2 separate regions of the Mus musculus genome follow, and region 1 is linked to region 2. Evidence: chromatin contacts called from public HiChIP or PLAC-seq data. All regions are on one chromosome and are shown on one strand. The core of a region is the stretch at or near the end of the contact, and the rest is flanking DNA. Distances in the headings are between cores, read along the strand shown.

Region 1 (2,700 bases), core at 91-2,590, 100 kb after region 2:
ACATGCTGGGGGTGAACCAGGGAGAAGACATAACTACCCCTTTCTCTCAGAAAAAAGGGCAAATAAAAGCTACATTCAAGGTAACGATGAGGCGGACGCCAGAAGAGCAGACAGCTATTTCCTATGCTGCTCAGGGGTACTGGGAAATGAGGGCCTATGTGTCCCAGTACACTTGGCAGAACAAGCGTAGGCTGGCCTCTCTGTGTTCTGGTGTAGCAGTGAGGATGGAATTCAGACTGGTGGGCTGGACAGCAAAGTGGCAGGACACTGGCAGATGACTCTTTGGAAAAGATTTGGGTAGGAAGAGTTAGATTCAAAAAGGACTTCTTGATTTTAATATAGGAGAAAGTAGATAATGTTGTATGGTGATAGTGGGGGGAAGACAGAGAAGAATAAGAGAGGCAGAAAAGGCAGGGAAAGAGAGCACAATTCAAATCTGAGAATGTTAAAACTGACGAAGCTCTCATTTTGTTTCTGTTGTTTGATGAACCAGGGGTTCTGAAGACCAGAAAAGAAAGTAATTCTCCTACATTTACAGTAAATGTGAGACCAGAACTGAGACTAGGGCTATACTATGTATGTTTCGTCTACAAAATGTATTTATTTGATGTATGTGTTTATGTCTGCGGAGGTCAGAGGATAACCTGCAGAAGTCAGTTTTTCTTCTCACCCATGCAGGTTCCAGTGACTGTATCAAGTTGTTAGGCTTAGCATAAGCAAATTTACCTGCTTAGCCATTTGCTGGGCCTAGCATATGTTTAAAATTGCTAATTTACTTTTGTTAGCCTTGCCCCTTTTTTGTAGTATAGTCTTCTTGAAGAAATAAAAAACCCCAATGCAAACATGGAATACAATGAATGCAGAAAAATTGTGTAAACCTATTATTCAGAATTAATTTCTACTAGCAACTTGAGGCATTTCCTTCGAGTCAGCAAGTTTTCTTTTTTAAAAACCACATCCTGTATACTAAGCATCATATGACACTGAACAGAAAAGAGGAAGACATCCTGCCTAATAGCTTGTTAACCAAGCTGACCTATTCCTCGTAAGGTACTACAGGTTTTCTTTGTAAGTAGTATGTGCTTTATTTTTCTCCAAGATTAATAAATATGAAAAATTATTTCCATCTGAGTATGTTAGTTAAACCAAATGATGGCTTTTGAATTGATCAGCAACAACCACATTAACAAAACTGCCAAATGAGGTTCATCAAGACCAGTTAACTCACGTCATCGCTAGAAGCCAGTTTTAGTGTGGCCGTTCCTTTGAAAGGCCTGTGCACATCTGTATCTATGCTGCTTGGAACCCGGAGATGAAAGGAGCACACACCTCCAGTAAGCACCAGATGGAGCTGCTGTCTAAGCCACAAAACCTGGACTTTGATGCCTTCCGCTTTAAACACTAATTATGTTTGGAGACAAAGATGTTCAGTTAAAGATGCTGTCAAAACTATTTTAACTTAATGCAGGCCCTTAGAGAAGGAAGCTATACCCAATGCAGGTCTATCCGAGGCCGGGTCTTCTGGCTTTCCTGCCTTTGCAGAATCACTTAAGGGCAATTGATAATACCTACAGCTTTCCCTTCTCGTGCCCTCTCGTTGACAGCACTGTCCAAACAGGAAACTTGAGTCACCGAACTTAAGTTGAGACATTAAGAAATAAAAGTGTCTCCTGCAGCATGTGCATACAGACACAGCGACCTGCTCTGACACGCTCTACGAATTTGCCAGAGCAGGTCTGATAAGGAGTATCAAAATGTAATGCTTGGTTTTTTTTTTTAAAGCTCATTTGCTTATATATTCTTTATAATCTTTTATTTAAAATTTTTCATAATTTTGATCATGTTTTCCCTTTCCCCAAATTCACCCCAGACCCCTACCTACCCAACCTGATATTTTCTCCCACTCCCCCTTTCCAAAAACAAAACAAAAATGAAAATCAAATAAAACACAAAAAACTAATAAGACAAAACAAACTCTAAATAGCACCCCCTTAAAAACTCCAAGTCCCATGGAGCCTGTTTTACACTGACTTCCTTGGAGTGTGGTTGATACATCCCAAAACACTCTGCTGGAGAAAACTGATTTCCCTTTCCTAGCCAGTATCAACTGCAAATAGCATCTTAGTTAGGGGTGAGACTTGCGTCCACTTCCTGTCATCGCTGGGATGACTCAAAGGAAACAGTGTCCAGACACAGCAGGACTGATACACATTTGAACTTACAGAGACCAGCACATGAGACCAGCGCAGGCTCAAACCAAACCACATTCTTAGAACCCTAAAGCAAATCCTACAGATGAAATGGTTGATGGGAAATTTTAATGGCTGAAGCTGCCTCCAGAAGCTAGCCAGGATTTACCCCATGATCTAAAATTCTATTTCATAACTTCCAGGATGAAACCCCTCGAGCTATAGATAGAGCTATTCTAGAGTAGCTGATTTCATCTTGAGTCATGAAGGCCTTCTGAGAACCTACTGCTGCTCTTTGCTCTCTGCTGCTCAACAATGGCTATAATTAGTGTGCTTCTTGCCCAACTGTTTCAAGTAGATTTGACACAAAACAACCAATTCTCCCTGGATTTCAATCTTGGACTAAACTGTCAGCATCTGCGCTTGCTAAGAGGGATGCAGTTCCTGTCCTTAAAGAGGGACTGGGTAGGGGGTCTATTAAACTCCTCACACAGTACTCCTTAAAGGTAAC
Region 2 (2,703 bases), core at 157-2,656:
TGAGTGGGAAGTGGTGGGGGTGGGTGATGATATACTAAAGTATGCTCAGTGGGACTGTTCAAAGACTATCCTGAGTACTGTGGACAGGGAAAACTGCCCATGGCAAATGTTTATAACAAACCTGGGAAAAAGGAAACTTGATCCCAGCCTGAGAACCTGAGGGTCAGTTGGGTCCCAAATCACCAGTAGTGTGCCCATAATTAATAATTTATCAGAAAACACCCAACAGTAGTGTGTGGGTCATACTGCAGTACACTACCAGACTTTAAGTAAGAGTACCAAAGTAAAAAGGTTGAACTGTTCTAATATTAAGCTGTTCTTTTTTTTTTTTTTAAGAAACAAAAAAAGATGTGATAGACGACATTTTTGATAGTTTTTTTTCCTGGTGCAAAGTCCAGAAGGATTCAAGACGGAGGAGAGGGCCAAAGAACAACAGGTTAGTAAAAAGTCCCAGGTGAGATAATGACCTGACTCAAGACAGGTCGGTTATAAGCACTTTCTCTGGGGCCAGGTTTCCCGAGCCCCTCCAAAGAGCAACCTTTTATAGAAGTGAATTGGTTGCTTTAAAAATCTCCTGGCAGCTGATACATTTAAAAGGGTTTATAACCTCAGGCTACCCATCCCCACAACAGCGATTTTCTTGATCAAAGAAATGCTCTGCTGTTTCACGCTGAATCCTTTCCGTTTTCTGGGCTGCTTACCAGCCAACCAACTCTATACAAAGAGCTCTAAGCCGAAATTCCTGGCCCGGGACTCGACAGGCGTCCCCACGTAGCTGCTACATGACCTGGGGACAGCCGCTGGCTCTGCGAGGACTCAGACAAAGACAGCGGACCCGACTCACAGGGGAGTATCCCATTTCGGGCCTGGCGTCCCGACAGACTCAGCCCTGAGAACAGAGCGACCCGCAGGCTCACGCCGCGGCGACCCGCGTAACCCTGGCACCGTGCCAGCGGACCGGAGGCCCCCCGGGACCTCCGGTCGGCACCGTCCTGGCCTCTGCTGGGCCCTGGAAGGACCTCACCAAGAGCTCCGAGGCCGCAGGGCCCGGGCGACCCCTCGGCCGGCTCCCGCGCCCGCCTGGTCCCCACGCGCCGCACAGAGGCCTCCCCTGTCCGGTCTCCCCGCCAGCTCACCCAGAAGATGAGGTTGAGGAAGACCAGCACGGTCTTAGAGGAGGTGATGCCGCATTGGCCCATGGTGCCGGCGGCCGGCGGAGGCCCGGCTGGGCGAGCGGAGCGGCGCTCACCGAGCGAGAAGGCAATGGCGCCGGCGGCTCTGCTGAGAACTGCTGGGCCCGAGCCGCGTTCCCGCAGACCCCCGCGCCGCCCCAGCAAGCACCTCGCAGCTGCGTGCAGCCCGCCGCAGGCCCCCTAGGCCGTTCCCAGGCAACTAAGTCCCGCGTCTGCGGCCGCTTCTGCCAATCAGCGCCGCGGAGAACGAGGTGGCCTCGCCTCTTAAAGGAGCCGACGCCTCCGCGCCTTTTCTTCTGGCCTCTGACCGTCCTTGAGTGTAGAATCCTCTTCTGGGGAATTTCTAGTGGGACAAACACGTTCCCCGTCTTATTGAGTTACTTTTACAAGACCAAATGACTGGAAGACCACAGAATTCTGTTCTGTTAACTACTCTTCCCTAGAAAGACCCACCTCACATGAGGATTTTCGTGACTGCATGATACCTAAGCAGCACCCCATATAAGTTGGGAAGAAATACGGTGGACATCAACACACGATTATGAAGAATTTAGTATGCCAGAAGCTCTGCTAGCTCTGATAAAAAAAAATCATCAGGAAAGGAGAAAACACTGGCGCACTAGCAAAGCAGAGATGGTTGGGCAAGGCAGCCACCCTTTCAGCTCTATTCTTTGGACTGAGATTTGCAATTACAGATACATCTTCATACATGTTGACATGTGCGCTCTTTCCTGTAATCTTAAATGAATGGTAGCAATTAGCACCTTAAAAATAAAAACGGAGTGTGTGTCTGTGTGTGTGTGTCTGTGTGAGCATGTGCGTGTGCACCCACAAACATCCCACAGCACAGAAGTAAAGGTCAGAAGACAACTTTGGGAGTCAGTTCTTTACTTCCACCCTGTGGGTCCCAGGTCATCAGCTTTGGTGGCAATGTGACCTCCGCTCTGCTGGCTGCATGCATATTAGCTTCTTTTAACTATTAGTTCATTCATGCCACTACCCCTCCCCCAGCTTCAGATGACTGTCAGACTAATTTTACTGGTAGGGTAATTAAGGGTTAGAAAGGATGCCAAACTTGCCTGCAGCCACACATAGAAGAGTGATCTAATGCAGAAGCCACCTCAGCCACACACAGTACTTCTGCCACTGTCCTGCACTCTCCCTTACTCGGGACCTCTTTACCTGTCCTCAAACATCTCTTTTTCCTGTAGCCTCCCTGGTTCATCATCTTCCCTGGGCATTCACAGAAATACCCAAGCACCTCAGCATCCTATTCATCTGTATCAAGCAATGTCCATGTTATCAAAGACCCACTCATGTTCCCAAGACCTCACTCTGCACCTATTCTAGGTGATGGCATTCCACCATGAGGAAGAAGACAATGCTTGCCCATGTGGGGTTTTCATTCCAGTAGAAGAGGGTAGATATACCATGAGCAAAGAGGCAAGCAGACATGAGACGCGATGGTTGGGTCAGACCTAGAACACTGTACTGAGTGACAGGTGCAGCT

Evidence for each region. HiChIP or PLAC-seq counts read pairs in DNA pulled down with a chosen protein or histone mark.
Region 1: a contact with region 2 is called in an H3K27ac HiChIP or PLAC-seq map of microglia, with 6 times the contacts expected there. The contact joins the enhancer-like site here to the promoter of Tspan3 in region 2. A contact is called at or near these places in 6 of 39 promoter capture datasets (the 3T3-L1 cell line, 3T3-L1-derived adipocytes, the C10 cell line and 3 more) and 2 of 115 datasets of contacts at active chromatin or transcription factors (memory CD8 T cells and microglia).

What each region holds. Positions count from the first base shown.
Region 1 is chr9:56,263,516-56,266,215 of GRCm38.p6, forward strand. The region is part of intron 3 of Peak1 (pseudopodium-enriched atypical kinase 1); the gene reads right to left. All of the region lies in intron 4 of Peak1os (a long non-coding RNA gene), which reads left to right. Among named protein-coding and RNA genes, the nearest start is that of Peak1os, 24 kb to the left of the region's middle. Within about 2 kb of position 1,341, at least 153 of the 459 cell types and tissues checked have an H3K27ac peak or open chromatin away from gene starts, as enhancers often do. A contact at or near this core is called in the HPC-7 cell line, memory CD8 T cells, microglia and 1 more, where this site is marked.
Region 2 is chr9:56,159,664-56,162,366 of GRCm38.p6, forward strand. It overlaps Tspan3 (tetraspanin 3), which reads right to left and starts at 1,407. Exons shown (of 7, transcript NM_019793.3): 1 at 1,137-1,407. The coding sequence starts at 1,199.